Regions from separate parts of the Sus scrofa genome. Here region 1 is linked to region 2. Evidence: chromatin contacts called from public Hi-C data. All regions are on one chromosome and are shown on one strand. The core of a region is the stretch at or near the end of the contact, and the rest is flanking DNA. Distances in the headings are between cores, read along the strand shown. Region 1 overlaps AUTS2 (AUTS2, activator of transcription and developmental regulator). Region 2 overlaps AUTS2 (AUTS2, activator of transcription and developmental regulator).

The links. Hi-C and Micro-C count contacts between places; a contact is called where the count stands out from the background.
Region 1: a contact with region 2 is called in a Hi-C map of embryonic fibroblasts, with 2.5 times the contacts expected there. A contact is called at or near these places in 1 of 47 Hi-C or Micro-C datasets (embryonic fibroblasts) and 1 of 2 datasets of targeted methods (skeletal muscle).

Annotation. Positions count from the first base shown.
Region 1 is chr3:14,697,945-14,703,301 of Sscrofa11.1, forward strand. All of the region lies in intron 5 of AUTS2 (AUTS2, activator of transcription and developmental regulator), which reads left to right. Among named protein-coding and RNA genes, the nearest start is that of GALNT17, 330 kb to the right of the region's middle.
Region 2 is chr3:14,448,334-14,454,336 of Sscrofa11.1, forward strand. All of the region lies in intron 4 of AUTS2 (AUTS2, activator of transcription and developmental regulator), which reads left to right. Among named protein-coding and RNA genes, the nearest start is that of GALNT17, 580 kb to the right of the region's middle.

The DNA.
Region 1 (5,357 bases), core at 2,502-5,001, 250 kb after region 2:
GGTGTAGGTCGCAGACACGGCTCGGAACCTGCGTTGCTGTGGCTGTGGTGTGGGCCAGCGGCTACAGCTCTGATTAGACCCCTAGCCTGGGAGCCTCCGTATGCTGAGGGCGTGGCCTTAAGAAAAAAAAAAAAAAAAAAAAAGCTTGGTTTTGTTCCTGCAGTCATTGATCGAACACTGTAAGGACCATTGAATCCATAAGTTTACTACCTGCCTCCTGTAAGGGCCTCCCATTTCTAAGACTTGCCCTTCTTAGATCTGATTCAGACCGAAGGTGACAATAGGAAGCCACTAGTTCCTAGTATGTCCAGTCTTCTAAATATAACAGACATGACGGCTTCCAGCCTTTGACCTTGTAATCTTTAGATTAAAATTCCAATACGGGGAAGCTAAGTTTCTCAAGGCGGGGGCGGGGGAGGAGTTCCCTGGTGGTGTAGCAGTTAAGGATCTGCCATTGTCCCTGCCGTGGCTGGGGTTCAGTCCTAGGCCTGGGAAGTTCTGATTGCCATAGGCACAGCCATAAAGAAAAAATAATAATAATTCTTGATTCTTGCAAGTCAGATCTCTGACCAGGATCCAGTTACCCAGTGTGTGGATGTTCCTTTTGTCTTGTCTTCCTTCTTTCTACTTCTGGTGCTGGCTGTAGCTACTCCCTTCCAATTTTGACATTGGTTCCCTCCCTTCCAGAAAGGAGAGGGAAGAGAGAAGCTTGGAACCCAATTAGAATGGACTCATTGGTGTGTCTGGTGAGAGGCTGAGGAATGAAGTGGCGATGCGACTGTGCCAGGGCAAGGGGCGCCGGTGGGGTGCAGGGGGCCTGCATATGGATGCTGGGGTGCAGAGGCCCTGTCTGCGGCTTCTCCAGAAGCTAATCTCTTGGCGGTTCTGCATTCCTCTTGATTACAGATAATCAAGATACAGAGACGCCTGCAGATCTGTCCCAGGCTTTCATCTGAGGTCTAATCCCTGATAATCAGAGATGACAATCCAATGTGCTGCGTGGCAGGTGTCAGCAGTGCTGCCTGATGAAAGCCCTTGGAGGGCTAAGTGGTTGTTTGAGCTGGTCACCTAAGTTGCCCACACTTTTGTGCGTCTCAGTTTATCCTGTAGGGGACCTGGCAATTTCTTCCCTGTAATATTGATTTTATTAGCAAACAAGACAAGAAAACTGTCCCATTTTGATTGCTCGGAAACATTTTAATGTCTTTTCTTGAAAAGGTAATGTTTGCCTTTGAGCTATGTTGGTATCGTAGAAACAGCTTCAGAATCAATGCCCGCTGGCTTCTTGAGGGCTTTGGCAGGTTTTTCGTGTGTGTTTGTTTGTTTTTGCTTTTTTAGGGTGGCACCTGTGGCATATGGAAGTGCCTAGGCTAGGGGTCAAATCCACAGCCACAGCAACACAGGATCTGAGTCATGTCTGTGACCTACACCACAGCTCACAGCCACGCTAGAGTCTTAACCCACTGAGTGAGGCCAGGGATTGAACCCGTGTCCTCATGGATACTAGTTGGGTTCGTTACGGCTGAGCCATGACAAGAACTCTTTTTGGCTGTTTTTGAGACAGCTCTTAAGCAACTGGAAAATCCAGCTCCAAATTCACACTTTCCAAGGCACCTTTTCTTTGGATTTCTTTGGGAGTCAGGGTAGAGAAAAATCTGTTACCTATCTTTAAAAAAAAAAAAAAAATTGGTAGAAACACCCCACAGTGCTACCATTTGGGTTGGGGGAGGTGTTGTGAAACTAGAGAGAGAGTGCCTCTTACTTCTGAAATTAATTGTATTTGGAAGTTGGAGAAGAATTATGCCATACGGCAGGCACCCACTTTTTTTCCCTGGAGAGGTTTTCTCGAGAGGGCCGTGAAATCAAGCAGAGATGGATGTTCAACTTCAAAGAGGTGAGGAATGGACATTGCTGCTTGAAACCAGTCTCCATGTCATTTGTATGTGATGTACATCTCTCCCAGCCCTGTCCCTTTTTCCTCTTTCCCAGTAGCACTCCAGGTGACCGTGGCACTGAAGGGAAATCAGGAGCTCTCACCCACTGGCTCTACCCTAGAACCCTCCCAGTTGCAACCTAGGTCTCTGCTGGCCTGTTTGCCCTGTGCTGAGAAAACCTCAGCAACCTTTCCTATGCACCAAGGAGGGACCCTGCCAAGCTGCAGATGGGGAATGAAAACTCCAGATGTTTGCGGGGGGGGGGGTGTCTCCTTGCCCCCAGGTATGGCCTGGTACTCTTGCAGGGCCTCTGTGGTTGGGGTAGTAGCGTAAGGAGGCCAGAATTCTGGCCAGGGGCCCACCAGACTGGACAGAAGGGAGCTTTGGCGCTCTGGTTGCCCGTGTGTTGCTCAGGGGCATCCACTAGGGGCCAAGTTTGTGGTCATTGAGCACCTCCGCCCTCCCCGCCACCCCTTTCGGGCAGGCGCTACACAGGGCGCTAGAGAACACATGACGGTAAATGTTAGGATGATAGTAATTGTGCATTCAGTGAGGCTGTGGCTTTGCTTTAATCCTTTCCCTGCATCTGGCGGTCACAACCAGCGCCACATTTGTGGATGGAAGGTGTATAAATGACAGTGGATTTGAGGACTAAGGGGAGGGGCACTTGTAACGGCCACTTCATGCGCTGGTATCCTTGAGCCGCTGTGTTCAGCCTTTGACCAGGCGGGGATAAGGTTGGATTAAGTACTTTCTTCGAATACTAGACTCTGGCTGCGCACCCCCCCCCCGCCTCCATTTTCAACAATGTACTTATTGAACACCTACTATGTGCCAGGTGGTTTCCATAACTTACTTTCTCATTTCTCATCACAACTACCCTGAGAGCTGGCTCTCTGCAGATGTGACTGGCCTAGTGGCAATACAGCCCCAGCCTGTGGGCCTAGTGGCCTTTCCCTGCCGCGGCGCAGTCGTGGAAGCCGCAGCTGCGGGGAGGACACGGCAGTGCCCGCCGCGCCCGCCCGCCGGGAAGGCGGCCGTGGGGACCTCGGGCCCGAGCCGCGGGGGTGGGAGGGGGAAGCGACAGCTGTCGAGGCCGAGCCCGGGGACTGCGCCCCCGCGGGGCCGACCCGGCGCCGGGGCCGAGAGGAGGGGCGGCGAGGGGCGGGGCGCGCGGGGCGGGACGGAGGAGGGGCGGCGGCACCGGCGGCTCGGGCTCGGCGCGCCGAGGAAGTCCCGCTCCGAGAGCTGCGAGCGTCTGGAGGAGGCGCGCTCGGCGCAGTCGGGGAGCGAAGTCCGGAGCGAGGGGCCCCTGTGCCGCCGCCGCCCCCTCCCGCCACCCGTCCAGCCAGGGAACCCGCGGCGCCGGCGGCCGATGGAGTTTACTTGAGCGGCGAGCCGGCGGGAGAGGCAGGCGCCCGCGAGCGGAGCGCGGGCCGGAGCCGAGCCAGCCCTAGGCGCTGCCCGTCCGCCCGCGAGCTCCGGCCGGGAGGCGCCGCCGGCCCCGCGTAGCCCGCCCGGCGCCCCGGCCGCTGCAGCGCCGCCCGCGCCGCGCGCCAGTGAGATCGGCTCCGAATAAAGACTCCCAGAGCGTCTCCTCCAGCGCCGCGGCGGTGGCGGCGGGACCGGGACCGGGACTGGTCGGCCCGCGGTGCTGCTGGAGAGGCGGGAGCGGCAGTCGGGGAGCCCGAGGCGGCCGCCGGGGAGAAGCCGCCGCCGCCGCCGCCGCCGCCGCCGCGCGCCCTCCTCCTCCTCCTCCCTCTCCCTCCTCCCCTCCGCACATGGTCTCCTTTGTCCTGTCGCCGCCGCCGCCTCGCTCTTAGCTCCGCGCGCCGCGGCCGCGGCTCGGGCCGCTCCTCTCCGCCTCGCCCGCTCGCCGGCCCGCCCGGGACGCCCCTCCGGTCCCCGCCGTGCCCCGCGGCCCCGCGCGCCGCCGGAGCCGCCCGGAGGCAGCGGGCGAGCGCCGGCTGGGCGCTCCCTCCCGGCCGCCCGCCCGTCGCCGCCGCCCGCTTGGCCTCGGCCGCGCTGGATGTGTGCAGGCGCTGGCGCTCGGCCGCCCCGGAGCTGCCGCCCGTACGGATTTGGTTGGCGTGCCTCCGCTTTCAGACTTTCACCTGGAAAGGAGAGACTCGCGCGGACGGAGCCCGGTCGGAGTTGGGCGTTTTCTCTTCGTGTGTTTGGCTGGCTTTCCCCCTGGTCTCTGACGATCCCCCATCGTGAGCCTTGCTCTGGAACCAAACCATGAACTTGGGGCTGACAGGACTGCTTAACCCTTTACGACCAGGTAATGCAGCCCCGGGGGCGCGGCTCCCTCGCTTGCCGCCGGTGGTCGGGAGGGAGCGGCGGGCCGGGGGTCTTTTGTTGCGGCGGCCGGGCCGGCGGGCAGGGGTGGCAGGGGCGAGCTCCTCGCGTCTGGCGCGCCCGAACCCCCCGCCGCCACCCCTCCTCCCTCCCGCCGCCCGCCCTCCCTCCGCGGCCCGGTCGCCCGCCTTTGTACTTTCCTCCCCTGGCCCGCCGGGCTCCGGCGGGGAGCGGCGGCGCGAGCGGCCGGAGCTACGCGGTCGTGCCCGGGGACCGGAGCCGCCCCGAGGGGCTGCGCCTGCCTCCGGCCGGGGCCTGGCACCCGCTCGGGCTAGAGCTCTGGGCGCTGCGCTCGCTACCGGTGCCGGGGGTAGCGCTTCCCCGCGCAGAGGTCGGGATCCTGGCCCGCACGCGCGGTGCCCAGGGAAGCGAAAGGAGAGCTGGGCTGGGATCGCGGCCGCTGGGCAAAGAACTCGCACCCAAGTTTCGGGGAGGTTTCTCTTTTCTGGTTGCAAAGCCCCTCCGGGTGCGGGTGCGGGTGCGGAGGGCCGTCCGCGGGGTCCGCGAGCGAAGGGAATGAAGGTGGACCTTTAACAGGAGAGGCTGCGTCCCACCCCTGTCTGCTCCTCCGAAGGCTTTTATTCGTTTTCCTCATTCTCCGTGTTCCTTCCTTCAATCTCTTTGACTTATTTAACTTTTCTTTAAACACCAACTACGGCGTCTAGCAATTTTTCAGTATTAACCCCCCCCCCATAAAAAACAGCCAAGAGGGAGCTTTGTTTTTCTATCCTTTCTAGATGCAGCCACTTCACGCCCTCACTCTCCGAAACCGAGCGAGGGGGATGAAACGAAATGGCGAGCAAAACCTGAAGTCGTTAGTATGTAGAGGTGCCCCCGTGGTAAAAAAATAAAGGAGAGGAGAGGATCTGCTCGCTAGCTAAGTCTCGGCTCGGCACGTTTCCATTAGCCGAACTGCTGATTATAAAGGGGGGGGGCAGGAAAATGTTCCAGGTAATGTAAGGAATTGCAGACTTTTTCCTAAAAACAGTGAAAAAGAAAACATCCCAAAGATTAAGATCCAGAGAACCACAAATTTGTTCAAATGCTTTCAAGCGCAAGTAG
Region 2 (6,003 bases), core at 1,463-3,962:
GCAAGGGTTTGCAGTTATTTTTTAGGACTTACTTTTACCTCGAAATCATATTCATATCTTTCTCATAGACACCTACCACCTTCAGACATCTTAGCATCCCTCCCATCAACTACAGTTTATTTATTGATCTTCATTAAACACTTTCTATGACACTTTCCCCTGAGATGTTTGCATATTTATTGAGAACCTACCAGGTGCCAGGTTTACAAAGAGTAGGATACAACCAAAGTCGGAGATATGTTTGAGGAAAACTGACATAGTGTTGGAGGTACTAGAAACTGACAGCTGAAACAATGACCAGAGAAGTCCACACAAATGGAAGATGGAATGGACCTGTCCACGTGTCCCCGAGGGGTGGCTGTCGTCTGCTGGACTGCTGAGTCTGCTGAGTGACAACCGCTGTAGTCATAGTCTCTCAACCAGTCCCCATCTTTGCAGTTACCAGAGTTAATGCTCTAGGAAGTTTGATCTCTTCCCAAGGTTGCTCTTTGGCGGATTTTGTTAGTTCCATCCTTGAATATGCCTTGCATATTTAAAAAAAAAAAAAAAAAAAAAGGAAAGGGAAAAAAAAAAACCTCTGTGCAAAGGGCTAAGTAGTTGCTAATTCTGATGGGTCAGGATCTCTGGACAAATTCCGAAATGGCTGGCTTCCTAGTTGCACCAATAGTCACTTGATGTTTTTGGTATTTATTCTGTATCTGCCCATTTATTTATTTTGCCAATTTGAATTTGAGTGGCTATCTTCAGCGTGTCAAATCCCATAAGTCATTGTTGCACTCTGCATAACCTGCAGGTGTAGATTCCAGATCTTAGATCTGTGTGTTTTACTTTCGTCCCTATGCACAAGGTTACTGACTACTATTTGACTGAAGAGTAAGTCCAAATTATATTAACCTCCAAAACCATGCACCAAGCACCAAAAGAATGTTTATAAAACTGAAGTCGTAAGTCTTTCCTTGCTGTGTTGTATCGTGAAATAAAACCATTAGTTACCAGGAAGATTCCTGTTGTTCTCCTCTTTGAGAGGGAACGATAGTTTCTGGTTTTATTTGTTTGTTTTGGTTATTGTTTCTGTTTTCTCGTGCAGCTTAGTATCAAGTCTTCAAACACCTCCCAAGCAGAAATGTTTACAGAATATGATTTCCCCTCTGGCAGTAAAATGATACAAAAATCCAACCCAACATAAACAGCTATTAAGTTACCTCATTTCTGTGTGTGATATAATAACATATCTTTCATGAATGAGTTGGAAAAAAGAAAACTGTTAGTGTTCCTCTCTGACTGCTTTCACATACTTGAAATTCTTTTATTCTCAAAAAATATCTTGGGGAGTTCCCTTCATGGCGCAGTGGAATCCAACCAGGAGCCATGAGGTTGGGGGTTTGATCCCTGGCCTTGCTCAGTGGGTTAAGGATCCGGCATTGCCGTGAGCTGTGGTGTGGGTCGCAGACGCGGCTTGGATCTGGCATTGCTGTGGCTGCAGTGTAGGCCAGCAGCTGTAGCTCCGATTAAACCCCTAGCCTGGGAACCTCCACATGCCGGGGGTGCGGCCCTAGAAAGACAAAAGACAAAAAAAAAAAAATCTTGTGGAGTCCGCATCATCCTCTTTTAAAGGTTAAAAATACTAAGTGGGCTCCAAGGTGCTAAGTTCCTTTCCCAAGACTGCATCGCTGCTAAGGAGGGATCAGCATCCGCACTGAGGTCAGCCTGGGATTTAATGAGCAGGTTGTACTAGGTCCTGCTCTTAAGGGAGGGCTGACCAGGGCTGCGGGGAAACATGGCTGATGCCTGTGGTCCTCACAGCCTCTTTAGTTTCAGCTTGCTTCCGCTTACCCTCCGCCAAGCTCTTGCCCAGGAAGATATTTTTCAAGGAACTCCTTTGTATAGTGCATGAGAGACAGTCAAGTGCGGCGTCGTGCTTGCTGGGGACATGAACTTGGGAGGACAGACCGGGGTTCCACCACTGCCTCTGCCATTCGAAGCCTTAACTTCAGGTCTCAGACGCAGAGGGGTTGTCACACTTTGCTCCTGGGGCTCTGATCGGGATGTTCGTTTTTACTGACGGATAGCTGTTGGCTGGCATTTTTAGGGAGAAAGTGCTTGGAGAGAGTTCCCATGGCGAACCCCTACCCGGAAAGAGGCATGCTGCAGAGACAAGGGGTGAGCTGTACTTCAGGAACCAGGCTTTTCCAAAATGGATGGCTCAGAACTGCTCTGCTGTTGTGGACTCTCCTCTTTCTTCCCTTTTTTTTTTTTTTTTGGCAGAAGTGGACTTTGTCCCTTTGGCAGGGAATTGAATCTCGTAGGTGCCACTTAGCATGGAAAGCAGGAACTACATTCAGTGCTTCCCAAACCATAGGGGCTGGAAGGAAGAATGGTTTGCAGCAGCTTCATTACCTAGGGAGAAAGAACTCGGAGTTACAGGCACTTTAAGAAAGATGCTTTTACTTTGAGTGTCAGAGCAAATAGAACAATTACCTATTGAAGGCAAAGTGGATGAAAAAACACCTCTGTTCCTTCTACCCTGATCATTTCATCTATTCAGATTCATTCTGCCTTCCTGAAGGTGATTCGAGCCAGGCTGTCCTTGCTCGGTGGCTGCACCCTTCCTCTCCCCAGCTAGAGGTTCCCAGCCAAAGACAGACTCTAGGAGGAGCTTCCTCCAAGGGCGGGAGCACCACAGGAAGTATTGCAGGGATGCGTGGAATGCAAAGAAGGCGGGGCTGGGGGAGGAGGAGTCCACAAGGCATCAAATCGCCACTGAGCCTCTGCCTTAAAACTACACCAGGCTCTGTGACGATTCCAGGGACATCAGGCTACTCTGAGGAACTCATCACCCGCCAGGGAGCAAGGCTTCTATATGTGAAGTCAGCAGAGAAGTGCATTCTGTCTACACTGGAGTCAGATTTCCAGTACCCGTCGTCGCACATTCCCTTAAACAGACAAACAAAAAAGCCCTTTGTCTTGGTTAAATAATGAATGATCTTTAACATGTATTTAACACTTACTATGTAGCAGGCACTGTTCTAACCCCTTTTATGTTTGTTATATAAACATTATATATATATATTACTATTATGTTTTTATGAATGCAGTAAATGCGCTCAACAGCCTCCTGAGATTGATGCTATCAGTAGCCCCATTTGATAGATAAGGAGACTGAGGCACTGAAGGGCAGGCTGTTTGCCAGAGGTCCTACAGCTCACACGTGGTAGAACGAGGATGTGAACCCAGGCCAGCTGGCTCCACAGTCACAGAGGAAAGAGAGCAAGATGGTCGCTTTGAGAGCTTGTTGGCATTTCGGTTCAGTTGAAGAGCAGCCAGGCTTTGCTATCTGCTCATCTGGCTTTGGCTGCCTTAAGACCTTAAGCACCCTCCCCCTCTCCAGAACTGGGACCAACCCTGTGCGGTCCCACCCCGCTGCTCCCCAAGCCCCGCCAGGCCTCTCATTTGTAGCTGCTCTTACCGAGCACATTTCTAAACGGGGAAGGTTGCTCTGCTTTAAGGACATACAAATGGCTTGCCCTCACCTGTCAAGCATGATCCTTGTATTTTACCAGGCCCATTATGAACGCAATCTTTCTGTCGAAAATTTGCATACCTCCTTTCTTGAAAAGTAATGACAGCAATTTCTTTCCCTCCGCTCCCTTTCTGAGTGTCTCATTTAACGGCACCTGTGAAACCGACAGGCGCAGAGATGAGAAGTGAAAGAGAGCAGTTGATTAAATCATCATCAAGTCGGGCCTCAGAAAGTCAATTCTGCTTGCCGTCTGCAATGATATCCTTTTATCTTAAAGTAATGAGCTATGGCACTTTTGCATCGGGTAATGCGATAAGTTCTATTAGCATGTTCCATTTGCCTCACAAGCAAGGGCAAGTCATTTCAGCTAGCTCATATCACTACAATCAAAGCAATTGGCTTCCCAGGCAGAGAAGAAAGGGAAAAGGCTCAGGGTGATTTCTATGGATCACAACACAGCGGAAAAAATCGACTCTTGTATTATTTTAACCCATAACATACTTTTCCTTTTTCCTCATCAGCAAAGCTGGGTTTGATGAGCTCGCCCAGGACTCTGAAGAGAACCAGGCTTTCCTTCAAGTGAACCTAGGGAGCCGAGGCCCCACCCAAAGGCACAAGCAGCTGGGATCCGGGAGGGAAAACCGCAGCGTTTGGGGGGGTCACAGAGAGCATCCTGCCAAAGAGGACGGCCGAGACGGTCTCCGCGGTTATGACACTGTGCTCTCGTAATAAACTCTTCCTTCACACCGTCCGCAAAGTCATTTGTAATAGGTCCCCAGGCAGGTGCGGATTAATGCTATTGATGACTTGGAATCAGTAAATCAATGACAGAGAGGCAGAGGATCTGTTGCTTAAGCTTCAGAGAGGTGGTTTACAAATCCGCTGGCCCTAGAAGGTCAGTATTCCTTTGACCAAGAAACTCATTTTTCCATTTTGGCAGTCGCTGAGGCTTGTGAGCTCTGGGTTTTAAGTGCATTTCGTCTTTGGGGTTTATGTCTGTTTATACCTAGCAAAATGTGACTTCCTTTCTTCTAAGGAGAAAAAAAGTGCTGAACCCTCCAAAAATGTGTGAAATAGCCACTTCTTCCCCTACTTCCAAAAACCCCATAATAGTTCAATGAGCTATGTGGAAATTTACAGCATAGAAATTGTTTTATGAACTAAACCTGGATTTCCAAGTGACAAACAGGAAAAAAAATATTGAAAAATAATTTGTGAGCTGGAGAACTTCAGGTTGGACGCCTCTGTTTCTGGCAGTGTATTTGTACTTCTGATGAGTGGTCGGAATGAACCTGGAACACAGGAGACACTTGAAAGTTATTCATTGAATGAAAATATGTGATCATCTGAGAGACCCTGGAGGGAAAACAAGGAGTTTTTCTCTTCATCCCCCCAGATCCCATTGGCTGTTTGAGCTCTGGCCAGTTCAAGCTGAGAACTTGCAGAAATGCCAGCTTCATGAACTCCCTATATATTAGGAATGATAAGGTGACCAGTACAGGATTGCAGAAGCTTCAAAAAGAGGGCTCTCCATTTTACCTCCTGCAGAGCCGAAGACTGATAGACCCTCTATTATCTTCAAATGTGCACGTTTTGTGACTGAGAAGCTTTATTCTTGTGTTTTCAACTATCGCTGGTCGCAGGCATCCTTTGATGAGACTTGCCTTTTTTTTCCCCTGAGCTCTCTTCTTTGGTCAGACCTAGTCGTTGTTGAGATGCAGCCGAGAGGAGCCAATGACATCATTTATAGTAAGATCCCTCAAACCATTTTCCGGATTAAAATAGTCCTCTTGGCTCTAGGGTCTCCTCCCCTTCCAATCCAGTATGAGAGCAGCGTAAACATGGTGAGATGAGGGCTTTGGAGGGATGAAAGCCAGACGGTGTCAGAACTGCCGTCTGTGGCACCACAGAGCTGCCTGTTTTCGCAGGTACAGGGGAGGAGAGAATGGGGGACCCGTGTTTAGTATCACAGTTGCGGCTTCCCTCACTTCTTTAAGTGAGAAAATAAGTCTCGTGTTTTCTGTAGGTGGCTTCTCCTGAAATTGCTTTTAGGTGAGAGATGTCTTCACAGTCGTAGGTAAACCGCCTGCCCCAAAGGGGAATCGATCTGCTTTGTCACTGGCAAAGCGAAATTGTATTTGATGTTAGGGGCTGTAGTTTACCAGGTGGGGTTCTCCCTCATTTTCCTCTCATTTCCTTTCGGCAGAAGGAAGAGTCAAATAACTTTGTTCAGCAGTGGTGTTCAGCCCTGACATCTTTGGTGGCCATGATAAATGGATTTGAGATACGAAATAACTGTTCGCGCAAGGTCCATTGAGCAGAATAGAGAGCGGTGCCCTCCTCGGTGTCATTGTGTGTGATATATTCAATGATTGCCACTTTCTGCTTAGGAATGCATTCCGTCACGAGGTCCCTGGAATTCCATCTTGCTCCTTCACTCCGAATGAGGCAAAGAGGTGTCGCAGACCTGGACTCACTTCAAT